Regions from separate parts of the Sus scrofa genome. Here regions 2, 3 and 4 are each linked to region 1. Evidence: chromatin contacts called from public HiChIP or PLAC-seq data. All regions are on one chromosome and are shown on one strand. Each heading gives the region's core, a stretch centred on a gene start, on an enhancer-like site or on the middle of the called end of the contact. The rest is flanking DNA. Distances are from core to core; before and after follow the strand shown.

Region 1 (3,227 bases), core at 335-2,834:
GCCATGGGTTGACAGCTGCATCACTGTCTGAGCCCTGGGGTGTTGATCAGTAAAATGGAGATAATCCATGTCCTGCCTAGCTTACAGCATTTTGGAAAAGAGCAAATGAAATAATGCAAAAATATGTAATAATGTTAAAATGTGCTCTAGGGTTTGAAATATGAGCATTGTCATGTCAGACCCTAAATAACTTGAATCTTCAATTCCCTCTAAGGCCTAAATATGTTAGAATTTAAAACAAAAAAGATCAGGGTATCTGGTTTTATTTGGCCCCCTTACAAATTCCTTAGACATCTTAACTGGCACTAATTTATAAAGTATTACAAAATTTTAGTAAAAAACATACAAATTTATAAAATGAAGGATCTACTAACTCAGTAAGATACCAGCTCATACCCGAAATTAGATTCCTCCTTTTACATCCTTGGCTTCTGCTGTTTGGAAAAGTCTACAGATAAATGTGGTTTTATAGAGAGTTCTTAGCTAAGAAACAGCAAGCAAAGACCTCTGATCCCAGCCTGCCTGATATGAGCTTTGATTTCCAAGGAGAGAGGTTAGTCTGAAAAAATTCTAGCATCCTATCAGATTCTGAGCAGGCACAGCTTTAGTATTTATTGAGCTCCCCCTATGCCTCAAGCTATTAGGGACTTGTAGGCAGTGGAGGGAGGGCCATGGGTAGTGTATACACCAGAGTTTCTACCTCAAATATCTTCAGGTAGTGGAAGGAGAGAGATGTAGATGTGCAGATGCATAAACAGAAAGTTAACAGTAATTTCTTCCATTTCTTGTTCCCATCAGATGTCTGATGCATTTGCATATGATGACACCAGATTCAAAAATGAACCTGGTTCCTCCTCAAGGAATATACATAACAATATCTTTGAGCTCTCCTGCAGAACTAAAACCCCCAGTGAATGGAAGATGTTAACTACTTGATGAAACATTCTTCATTTCAGAAAGAAGGAAGACTACCAGAACCAGTCATGGGACCACTAAACATCAGTTTTGAAAAACAATACAAGCTCGACTCAACATAGATCCTTATCTGTGGCCCTATTTTCTACTTCCAAACTATAAAACCATTTCCTATTCTCCACCAAAGGGGGTATAGTCTTTAAGGCATCAGCCTGCTGTGGCATCCTTAGACTGTCAAAGCAATAAAATGATAATCCCCCCCCAAAAAAAAGTGATCTGTGAAATGGGAAAGATTAGAAGGTAGAGGGGGTCGATTTTCATGTGTGTTTGATGGAGACTTTGAATTCTCCTTAGATGTATGGTGTGCTGAGCTAGAGTAGACTTAGGTCTCCTGGTTCCCAAGACAGATAGATGCCATGGTATATTAGAAAACCCATGATGGACTATTGAAGACAGATGGGCCTATATCAGAGTCTTTCCTCTAGACTGAACAACTTTTGGGTGAGATGCAACCTAATATGCCCATTTCACAGATAAGTCAGTGGGGTTGTGGTAAGGATTTTGAAGAGACAGGATATTTGAAGTGTCTCACATGGTGTCTGGCACAATGCAGAGAAGGGAGCTGACAGGTGTCAGCTTCTTCGGCAACCTTAGGACATGGAGCTAAAGCCTGCTGGGGAATGGCAGCTCTGGCACACCCTGGCAGGCTCTGCCCTACTCTCCTTTCAGTCAGCTGTGTGCCTTGGACCTCCTGGCCTGGAGTCCAGAAGTATGTTACTGGTGCCTTCAGCAAGCCCAGGGCTGCCTGGAAAGCTCTCAACCTGAGGTGGCAATGACGCAGCTGATCTGGATGCTGGAGATGGCCAGGGGAGGGAAAATGCAGAATCTTTGAAAGGAAGGCTCTTTGGAAGGAAACAGAGTTGATCCTAGGGAACACACCTGCCTCTTTTGAGCCCTGAAACAGGCTTTATCTCATTCTTCTTCAGCCATTATCTCTTTTGGTACAAAGGAAAGGGAGAGGTGAAGGTACAGCGAATGTTTTATTCCTCCCCTCATCATTCATGAGAGGTGAGGCTTTGTCAGGACAAATTTAAATCAAGCTGTATCATCCTGGCTGTTTCAGCAACCTGCAAGTATTTATTGAGTACCTACTGAATGCACATATTTTGCTAAATCTCCCAAGAGTCTGCATGTATAAGACAAAAATCCACAACAACCCAGCATAATCAGGTACACTGGAATTGAATCTTAGCTCTAATATTTACTAACAATATGATCTGGGACAAACTATTTAACCTCTATGAGCTTTAGTTTCTTAATCTACAAAATAGGAATAATAATTCCTACCTTGCATGATTAATACGAGTACTACATACTCATATTACTATGTCTACAACATAATAGAAGCTAGATGAATTGTAATTGTAGTTGCAGTTATTACTGTTATTATGTGATACATTCAAAGACTAGCTACAGGCTAAACCATGTAGGTAACTCAAGGTAGACAAGTTATTAATAGCAGGAAAACACCGGTATGAAGTTAAGTGCGGTAACTGGTGTAGTAATTGGTGGGCGAGTTCTTGGATGATGTGTGATTAAGATTTGAGATCTGGAGTGTATTTGGATTGGCAGAAGGAGAAAAGGAACATTCTGGAAGGACAGAAGAAATAGTCTCAAAAGCAGGGATACAGGGAATATGTGCAAAAAGCAGAATGGAACTGAGGTGGGAAGATACTGGGGCTGACTCTGAAAGGGAAAAAGGGATAAGACTGAGAAAGCTCAAGAACATAGCATAAGATCTGGACCCAAAGCTGTAAGCAAAAGGGAGGACCTGCCCAATTCAAAAAGATGAGGGTGATCATGAATACAGTAATGGATCTGAGGGCAGCAGTAGGGTGGATTGAAGGAAGGATACATGGCAGAATGGAGACCAATGAAGAATCTGGTGGTCTGGCGTGATAAACTGCACAAAGGATGATATATTCACAGGAAGAGGGAGAAGAATGAGTCTTTTACATAACAGCTCTAGGAAAGCTTTCCTTCTCCATCATGGCCAGATGTTTATGGCCCCACCTTTCTTCTCTTGGGCTTCTGATATTTGAGTTACCCCAAGTTCTGGGCAAGAGTTGTGGTAGCCAGGTGGAGGGGGGGATTATATCAACTCAGAGTCAGTATCTGAGCCTATCAAAGATGAACCACATTCCTGCTAGGAAAAAATCTCTCATTACTCTTTCAAAAATATATATATGGAGTAACTCCAACATAGCAGGCATGAGGAGGGCATGAGGACTATTGCAGGGAATAAATAAAGT
Region 2 (3,227 bases), core at 489-2,988, 390 kb after region 1:
TCCTGCAGGCTCAATGGGGTGAGAATTTGTCCTCTAACATCCTCTTTCCTGATGACTTCATCACCACTCCTTATGCTCTCCCCTCTTCTGCCAACCTCATCATTAAAAAAAAAAAAAAATACCCTACCTGAGAGAAAACAAACATGTTACTATTTATTCCTGCGGGAAGGCCCACTGGACACAATAGACAGCAGTACCAGCCCTAATTAAATGAAACGGGGCAGGTGTAATTCAAACCACCTCGGGAAAATATAATCTGCCACCAAAAAAAAATTCCCACCATTCAGACCACAGGGAAATCAGACCAGCCTCCCGCCCAGGTTCCCAAAGCAGAAAGGCCAGGCTCAGGGCAGCAAGACAAGAGAAGGTCCAGTTCTCGCCAGCAGTCTCCTCCTTCCCCTCCTAGCTCCATGCACACCCCCCGGCTCTCTGAGCCTGTTAACTGACAGATCAGAGCTGCTCCCTTTGTGGGCTGGATTGTTTAGCTAATTCACCCATGGAAAATGGTGCGGTTCAGATTCCAGGCTGAGGCAACCAGACACCCACTGTAAATCCAAGCCTGGGGATTGTATCTCTTTCGCCGCTTCCAGACACATAAACCTGCATCCCTCCTCCTCCCCACCCAGCTTTTCCTCTCTGCCTGGAAGGACCTCAGGGAGGCTCCACATTGGACCTGCCATTGAGAGCAGATCCAGAGCCAAGAGATGGGGCCAGATGCTGGAGAAGCTTTCAACTGGCCTCTGAATTTCAACCATAGATCCTGAAGAGTAAGACGTGAGCTTGACCTGAGGATGCTCCCTGGGTACCAATGAAGAGCACATGGCCGAAAGAAACTGACTGTACTCTCTGTATTGCCCTCACCAGCTGCCAATGGGCTCTGGAACTAGACCTGCCCTGATCCAAACCCCAATTTTACAGATAATTAACTGTGCAAGTTTGAGTAAATTGCCTACTCTCTTTCTGCCTTCACCTTCTAATCTAAAAAACAGGAGAATAATCCCTCCCCTCTCTCTCTCATAGGATTATTGAAAAATTAAATGGAAACCCATGTAAAGTTCCTAACAGTAGTAGTGAGCTTGTTCCCTTGCCACAGAAAAAGTCTTTACTCCCCCATTTTGGCCTCACTCCAGTCCTCCCTTCCAGGGTCCAATGAGAAAGTGGGTGACCTCATGCAGAGGATGATTGATGGGCACTAGACAGGCTCCCCAGCTGTTCAAGACTGTCTCCACCACCCTCATGCCAGCTGTCTGAAATGCGCCACTCACGAGTCACTCTTGTGGGCAGGGAGAGCTTCAGGATCGGTTAGCTGCAAGGGCTGTAAGTCTTAGTCATTCTCATTTACAGAAGGGGGCAATTGTGCAGATAACCTGAAAAGGCGGCTCAGCCTTGCCATGGGCTTTCAAATGCATTGGTAAGTCATAGTCCAGCCACAAGAGCAAAGCCACACGTGACTGTCATTCCACCCTTGCAGGGCTGGCCGGAGCACAGCCAAGACCTGACCCCTCAGGGGCTGGAAATGGCTGTTCCCCCAGCCCTCACTCCCACTCTGCTCCTGTCCAGGAGGAGCCAGTCCCATCTCCTTGACCTGGCCCCTGAGCTCCAGTTTCCAGCCATTTCATCACCTCTGGGTCTCTCCTCTGAAACCTCTCCAGGTTCCCCGTCCCTCTCAAGCTGCTCATCAGTCAACACTCATTCCTGAGCACCAGCTCTGTTCAATTGACTGTACTCAGAGCTGGACAAGGGACTGGAGCCAGAGTCTGGCCAGGATGGATGGAGTATCCTGGGGAGATGACCTCATGGGCCCTTCCTCCACGGAGTATTTTTAGGCACCACTTCCCTCCCACTCAGCTTCCATGGACTTCTAGTGCAATCCAGACTCCAAAGTCCCACAACATTTCTCATCATTTTCAAAAGCTTATGAAACAATAAAATGGAAACAATAAATATCTCCTTCACACACTCAGCTCCTATTTTGGGGACTGGTTTCTTTTTATTTCCTTACCACTTCTCTTCAGAAAATAAGGACCAACTCTTGTTCTTAAATATCAAGGAACTCTGGACATCTTTCTCAAGGTAGGCTGTGCCACCCACCTCCATGGCTGTGGCCCCACTTTAGGTGGTTGTGATGTGCTTTCCTTTGTTGCTAATCTAGTTTGAAGCAGATAGCCTAAAATCCTGGGAGCAGCCCTCCTCTCTGGTGTATGGAGAGACCCAGATCTTCTTGGAATATTCCAAGCAAGTAACATCAATAAATCTCAGGCTCTGGAGTTTCCTGATGGCTCAGTAGGTTAAAGATCCAGCATTGTCACTGCTGTGGCTCCAGTGGCTACTGTGGTGTGGGCCCCATCCCTGGCCTGGGAATTTCCTCTGCCACAGGTGGGGCCAAAAAGAGAAAATCTCAGGCTCTAATTAGTAGCAGTTTGTATGGATGAGAACTTGAGTCTGGGACTCAGGCTATCAGGGTCTCTCTCTCGTTCCACCTTCACTTTGCCAGTCTTTTTGAAGAAGTTAATTGCTCTGATGCTCTGATTCTTCTCCTGAACAGTCTGAAAGTTTTCTCCCCTCTTTGGTTTGCTTTCCCTCTTTTTTTTTTTTTTTTTATTTGGTTTTTGGTTTTTGGTTTTCTTTTTGTCGTTTTAGGGGCACATCCTCAGCATATGGAAATTCCCAGGCTAGGTGTTAGAGCTGCAGCTGCCAGCTTACGCCACAGCTCTGTTAGATCCAAGCCACATCTGCAACCTTCTCCACAGCTCACAGAAATGCCCAATCCTTAACCCACTGAAGTTTGAACCCCAGTCATCATGGATACTAGCTGGATTCGTTATCACTGAGCCACAACGGGAAATCCTCCTTTTTGTTTTTTAACTCCAAAAGAAATAAAACACTAACTTACAAATGCATCCACAGACTTTGAGATGGAAGAGACCCTGATGCTGCCAGACTCAGCAACCCACCATCTCCTCCCCTTCATGCTCTATCTCATCACCTACAAGCACTTGATCTAAACTGAGCTCTAGGAAACCCAGCTCCGGGCCATGCTCTGACCATGGCTGCCAACCCCTCAACGAGTCCTGAAAAATGAGAAAGTCTTCATAATCTGGGATGAGGAGAGAAGGAGAGGTGAGGCAGGAGGTGAGAGTCCTGTCCCACCCCACCTCACCCAACTCCAGTGAAGATATAAGCCAAATGGAGAGCAGTGCCAGGCAAATAGCTGACCCGCAGTAAAT
Region 3 (3,227 bases), core at 278-2,777, 360 kb after region 1:
CAGCAAAATGACTCAGTCATACATATACATGCATATTCTTTAATATTATTTTCCATCATGGTCTATCCCAGCAGATTGGATATAGTTTCCTGTGCTATACAGCAGGACCTCAATGCTTATACATTCTAAATGTAATAGCTTGCATCTACTAACCCCAAACTCCCCACCCATCCCACTCCCTACCCCCTCCACCTTGGCAACCACAAGTCTGTTCTTCATGTCTGTGAATCTGTTTCTGTTTTGCTAATAGGTTCATTTGTGTCATATTTTAGATTCCGCATAGAAGTGGTATCATATGGTATCTGTCTTTCTCACTTACTTCACTTAGTATGAGAATTTCTAGTTGCATCCATGTTGCTGCCAATGACATTATTTTGTTCTTTTTTATTATCTTCTTAATCTATTCATCTGTTGATGGACATTTAGGTTGTTTAACAACCCCCTTTATAGACCACATCCACAAAAACACACACAACACACAAGAGTGGCTTATTAAATGAATGTTGAAAGATCACCAAGTTACAGATTTAAGAACTTGATCATCTATTCAGCAATGATTACATCCCTATGATGTGAGGAGACCTAGGTTAAAATTAAGCCAGTTGCATAAATTCATGTGCTAAAGCAGAGAAAACATGTTCAGGGCTATTTAGCCATTTAATCAAAGGGCTAAAGTATTTTCAAAATAGCCCTGAATAATGGTTTTTCTTTTTCTACCCTTGGACAGTCAAGTACATGGCCTTGGCATCAAAATGTTCTTGAGATCCAAGCTGGAGTGAGCCATGGAGCTAAAAAGACCTTCAAATACTTCCATTCCTTTCCCCTCTCTGGGAAGGTTTTTAAGGGGAAAAGAAGAAGGAAAAAAAAGAAACATCCATGGTTTCCATAAGCACTCCCTGTACTTGCATTTGTCTCGTTTGACTTGCTTGGCCAAAGAGTCTGCTAAAATATAATGAAGGAAGGGGGGCTGGCAAGGCTGGGAAGAGAGAATTAGAAATTAACCCTGTTCACTTTTGAACGCTCCCCCAACGCATTTACCACGACGCTGAAGCGTATCACCATCTGCCCCTCTTCTCAGACCATTTTTGGCACTTGACTTGGGTAAGTTATTTTTTTAATAAAAGGAAAAGTGCTCTCATTTCTATTCCTTCTGTGGGGCTCAAGAGTCTTTATGACTGAGAACAGCTCTCCAGTTCCACTCGGGTCTGCATTGAGACTGCACCTCCCAGGGGAAATTGGCCCATTGCATGGGTACCAGAACCCACTGGAGCCCAGAGGTAGATGGGAATCTGTCTCAGAGGCTTCCAGAGGGCCAGCCAGCTAGGAATACCTAAGCATCATATTTCTCCACTTCCAGGGTCTGATCCTCCATATTCTGGCTGGAGTTTGCCCAAAAGGAAGATAAGAGGGGAACGCAGAGGGGCAGCCTGGTGGCTGGGTGGTTAGCTCACTGGGTTCCTTGGAGCTCTCTTTAGTGCTTCCAGCCAAAACCAAAGGTTACTGGAGCAGGCTGGGCCCGCTCCACTAGGAGAGCTGAGTCATCCACGGGACAGGATAACAGCAGCTATAAATTATCCTGTGTTTAAGGATGGCTTTCTCCAACCCTGGCTTTGGGCTTGGAGTCTTTATTTATATCTCTCACAGGAATATTTTTCAAACTCATGACTGCACTCTGTACTGCTTTGGGGACACTCCAAACACCTGGTCTCCTCTATAATGGGCCCTGCAGGCGACAGGCCCCCGGAGGCCCTGGGACTGGACCCTGGAGCGGCTCACACCCCCATCCACACTTATATCCCCTCCCTGCCAGGCCAGAGCCCTGTCCCGTGCATGCAACTACACCCACGCCTGCAGGCCCAGCATCGCACATAAGATGCACGGACAGGTTCAGAGACATGCACGACCTCACATCCACACCCACACCTCCCCCCAGCACACACAGACAAACACACACACTCCAAATATAAACTGCTATGAACTCACTGGTTCTCTGTACACTTTAGGGACAGCCTCTGCTCACGATGAAATATCACAAGTTGCAGGGCCCTCCAGGGTCAGACACCCACCCCTCTGGCTCAGGGGCATTTGGCATTTGGTATTTCCTTTGGTGACTTGGCTCTTTTTTTTTTATTTTTATTGAAATAAAGTTGATTGACAGTGTTGTGTTAGTTTCAGGTGTACAGTAAAGTGATTCAGTTATACATATACATAAACATATTTGTCCTTTTTTTTACATTCTCTTCCTCTACAGGTTATTATAAGATAATGAGTAGAGTTCTCTGTGCAATACAGCAGGTCCTTGTTGGTTATCTATTTTACATATAGGAGTGTGTGTAGGTTAATCCCAATCTCCTCGTTTATCCCTCTCCCCAGTATTTTGGTTCTTTGTGGTGGTGGTAGCTTGTGTCTTAGTGCATAAAGAGGTATCACAGAATGGAAGCAGACAAACTGTTCATAAGCTTAGGAACAATTCCTTGGACCAGATCCTCACAGTCAGAGTAAAGGAGCCGTGTAGACAGCCCTTCCTCTTTGAGCATCTGAAAGAGAGAAGCAAACTCTGTTGGAAGAAGTAGAAGAAGGAGTGAGGTTGCCAGTCCTGCTAATAAATCTGGATTCCTTTTCTCCCTCTGTAACCCCCACTTACGTGCTCTCTGTATCTCCCTCCTCCCCAGCCTTTTCTTTTTCTTTCCTGCTTTGTAATTAGATAATTTTGTGTATTTTAGTAAATTACTGGTTGTTATTTATTTATTTCCCTTGGTTAATTTACTATTATTTGTTCTTCTCAAAGTCTCTTCAGGATAGAGAAAGCAAACCTCATTCTTCCTCTGGTAGGAGGCACAGAAATGACCTTGCCTGGGGCCACAGAGGGCAGTGGCTATGATGGATCCCAGTTCAACCCTGTCCCCAAACCCTGCCTAGCAACTTCCTTCTAGGGAGATGAACCTAGCATATGCTGTGGGTCTGTCCTCTGAGCCCTAGGCCCCCTTATCCAAATGGCACAGGACTGACACTCTCACTCTGCCCACCTTTCTGGGAAGCAGAAATCCCCAGGGCTTTGAGGCCGGTCTTCCTGGGTTGTCCTTGCCTGTCAGCAGAAAGGATGGGTAGGACCCTAAATAGGACAACAGTGACCCTATGGTTGATTGAATCACACTGTTGGAAATTTACAAAAAAATCAGAGTTGTCCATTAGGTAACATAGTAGTCCCCCAATTCCTCCCTTACCCC
Region 4 (3,227 bases), core at 534-3,033, 260 kb after region 1:
GCCACACTGACCCAATGCCAAACCCTGCCTCCAAGGGCAGAGAATGGGTTTATTCCTCAACAGTTAAGCCATGAGTCCCTTCCAGTGGATCAAAGATCTTGAAGTACCAAGAGTCCAATATGTTCACTACAATTACAAAGCAGCCATCACTGTAGGCACTGTATTCCACTTGAGGCAAGGATTATGTCATTTAATTCTCACAATAACCCTATGAGGATAGCTGTTTTTTATTCCCCCCCACCCACCCGCCCCAGCCCTTCACAACTGAGAATACTGAGACTCCAGGAGACTAAGAAACTTGCTTAAAGTGACACAGCTAAAGTTATTGAACCAGGGTTTGGATGTGGATTAGGATTTGGACCCAGGTAGGCTGACCCCCTCAACTGCCCCTCCATGAGGCCCATGAGGTTCCACAGTCTCAGTAAGTGCAGTGGCAAGTAGCTCATCCTGATTTGGAAGGATGAAGCTGTGACTTACTCAGCAGTTGTCTTTCAGAACAAGCTCCACCAGGCAGACCATGCTCTCCCAAGATCAGGTATCAAACTGGTCCAAGGATATAAGAGATGGGGACCCCTTCACCACCCCTCTTTCTGGGGTAGGACCATCAGAGAACAGCTTTCTGCTGGAAAGTCAGCAGCTCTCTCTCATAACCCATACCTTTTCTTTCAGGGAGTCCCCAACTTTTCTTGCCAGGCAGGATGACAAGAGGGACAAGAGGGTAATGCGTTCTCCACTTGGAAACAAGTGTCCCACCTCTCCACTTGTCTTAGGGCTCACCTCAAACCCATTGCTTAGAGTTTGTGACTTGAGAACCAGAAGGAAGGGGGAGGAGCAGGCATCTGCACACTTGGCTGTGAAGCTACCATCTCTCCAATAGGACATCTGGACTATACAGTCTCTAAGGTGCCATTAGATGTGCCCCTAATCATATCAGTGCAGGAGCTCATGAGGAGGGCAAATCTGGAAAGGAGGATGCACACTGAAATTACTTACACATGCAGAGTTTTGAGCTGTCAGGAGCCTTAGGACTCACGCAAGTAGAGTTCTTTCATTTCACACATGAGGAAAATTAATTCTAGAGGATTGCTTTTGAAACCCTTTGCTGGTTAAGCTACTTCACACATGTGTACACTAGGTCTTCCACTACTGCAACCTGGAACTCATCACAACCTCCTGTGAAGCTTTGAGCTGGAAGTTCTAGTGGCAACTCTTTGATCCAGGAATATTTGTGTTTGAAGAAGAAGCAATCTAGAAAGATGAGAAGATTCTGAGACAAGAGATCATATGATTTATTTTCTAAACTGGTAGACATTTGAGAAGGAAAAGGAGGAGGGCAAACCAGGAGAAACTGGGACATCTGCCACCCTAACCATAAGAGATCTTTGGGTCTTTCTTGGGAGAAGGATGAGCAACATGTAAGATAGAGCTGAGCTTCAGAAGGCCTGGGCTAGCTTATCCATTCCAGTGGTAGACATTTCCGGAATACCAGGACTGTGGCAAACAGGTAAGAAGCCGCACACACACAAACTAGATTTTGGTGGTTCATCTCCTACTACCAACTAATGTGCCTTTCACAGCCCACTGCCCCTCTCCAGGTCTTATTTTCATCTTCAGAAAATGAAAGAGTTGAACCACATCACCTCTGAGACCCCTCCCTTTGAGCTGCAGTGTCTAAGACTCGGTGGGACCTCTGGCTGAGAAAGGGAGTCCCAGCACAGCAGTATCCCCCCTTGCCAGCCCAGTGCACTAACCAGCAGAACACATGGCCTGGCCCCTCTCAGGCTCCCGAGGCCCTACCCTTACCCAGCCTGTCCAGCCCTACACTACACGTGTTGTTGCTCCTCCTGTTGGTATATAGGAACATACTAGGATAACCCTAGGAAAAGAACTGCAACACACACACACACACACACACACACACACACACACACAAACACACAAGCTTCAGGATCCTAACAAATATTAAAAGCCACAACATTCAAACAAGTGCAAAGGATACGCCAAGAATCCTCTGGCACAGCCCTCTGTGAAACACCTGGTCATGTTTAACCCAAGCTGAAAACATGATTTCCACGTGAGACTCCTGGCAGGAGTGGTCAGAGACAGACTGGACACCCTCAGCAGGGGCCAGGCTAGACAGAGTCACCCCATCTCCTCCTAGGGGACAGGTTCCACCCCTGTTAGGCAGCAGGTGACAAAGAGGGAGCGTGCAAGCACTCCAGCTCTTGGCCATGGCCTTGCTTCAGATGCACTCTTAACCTAAGCCCTGCTACCACCTCCCTGGGAGTCAGCAGATGGGGAAACAGAAGGGAGATGGCTGGTTGGGCCCATTGGCTTTCCATGGAGGACCTCAGCCTAATAGAAGTTGTCATGTGTCAGCTTAGGGCATGAGCAGAGCCCGCCCGGGCAGCAGCTGCTCCAGCGGCCCTGGGCCAAAATGGTGCTCACGTGAGGAGGGGTGTGTGTGAGTTCATTACGAAGAGCAGGCCCAGCTTGGAGGCTGGACAGAGGATGGAGCCCAGGACCTGTAGCCTGAAAACAATCAAACAGCAGAGGAAGGTGAGAGGGACTCTAAGCATAAATTCAATGTCTTCTTTAACCAGTGTTTTTAGATCCTGGTGTTTAATGATGCTGCCTCTCAGATATGGTGAGTGAGAGAACAGGAAGGGCCAGGACACACAGAACCCACTGTAAGCTTGGGTCAACTCTTCTAAAAATCCCAGGTCTGTGAGTCTTTTGGATTAAAGGGATGATGGTGCCCAACCCTCTCATTCTACAAATGAGTAATCTGACACCAGAGATGTTCCAGGGACTCTTCCAACATGGTTCAGCTGGTAGAGCCTGAGTCACCCAGCCCAAAATGTTGCTTTGCACAGTGTTCTTTTCTCCCCTTCTTCCCAGTAAGATGCATAAATGTCATAATAAAGTCAGCCATGAACTTATTCATTTAATCTCTGTTCAAAGTATCACATATTTTTAAAATCTTTATAAATCTCAAATAGTATGTTATTTCAAGTAATAATACTAAATATGGCAATGTGGTATAATCCAGAAACAATTCTACGTAAAATAGTTATAGAGGTGTAGAAATATGTTAAAAAATATTTGTCATAAGTATATTATATTTTACCAAATGTTGAATTTTCTTTATAACTGGCCAAAACATCTAAAACCTCCAGTTCCCCCAAAGTCGTATTTGAATATATGGTACATGGATCTTTTTATGA

What was found. HiChIP or PLAC-seq counts read pairs in DNA pulled down with a chosen protein or histone mark.
Region 2: an H3K27ac HiChIP or PLAC-seq map of skeletal muscle shows a contact between it and region 1. The contact joins two enhancer-like sites. A contact is called at or near these places in 1 of 47 Hi-C or Micro-C datasets (fibroblasts) and 1 of 2 datasets of contacts at active chromatin or transcription factors (skeletal muscle).
Region 3: an H3K27ac HiChIP or PLAC-seq map of skeletal muscle shows a contact between it and region 1. The contact joins two enhancer-like sites. A contact is called at or near these places in 2 of 47 Hi-C or Micro-C datasets (embryonic fibroblasts and skeletal muscle) and 1 of 2 datasets of contacts at active chromatin or transcription factors (skeletal muscle).
Region 4: an H3K27ac HiChIP or PLAC-seq map of skeletal muscle shows a contact between it and region 1. The contact joins two enhancer-like sites. A contact is called at or near these places in 2 of 47 Hi-C or Micro-C datasets (both in skeletal muscle) and 1 of 2 datasets of contacts at active chromatin or transcription factors (skeletal muscle).

The regions. Positions count from the first base shown.
Region 1 is chr15:119,341,573-119,344,799 of Sscrofa11.1, reverse strand. No RefSeq gene overlaps it. Among named protein-coding and RNA genes, the nearest start is that of TNP1, 310 kb to the right of the region's middle. Within about 2 kb of position 1,584, at least 1 of the 83 cell types and tissues checked has an H3K27ac peak or open chromatin away from gene starts, as enhancers often do. A contact at or near this core is called in skeletal muscle, where this site is marked.
Region 2 is chr15:118,954,867-118,958,093 of Sscrofa11.1, reverse strand. No RefSeq gene overlaps it. Among named protein-coding and RNA genes, the nearest start is that of IGFBP5, 79 kb to the right of the region's middle. Within about 2 kb of position 1,738, at least 13 of the 83 cell types and tissues checked have an H3K27ac peak or open chromatin away from gene starts, as enhancers often do. A contact at or near this core is called in skeletal muscle, where this site is marked.
Region 3 is chr15:118,978,886-118,982,112 of Sscrofa11.1, reverse strand. No RefSeq gene overlaps it. Among named protein-coding and RNA genes, the nearest start is that of TNP1, 58 kb to the left of the region's middle. Within about 2 kb of position 1,527, at least 12 of the 83 cell types and tissues checked have an H3K27ac peak or open chromatin away from gene starts, as enhancers often do. A contact at or near this core is called in skeletal muscle, where this site is marked.
Region 4 is chr15:119,084,592-119,087,818 of Sscrofa11.1, reverse strand. No RefSeq gene overlaps it. Among named protein-coding and RNA genes, the nearest start is that of TNP1, 48 kb to the right of the region's middle. Within about 2 kb of position 1,783, at least 2 of the 83 cell types and tissues checked have an H3K27ac peak or open chromatin away from gene starts, as enhancers often do. A contact at or near this core is called in skeletal muscle, where this site is marked.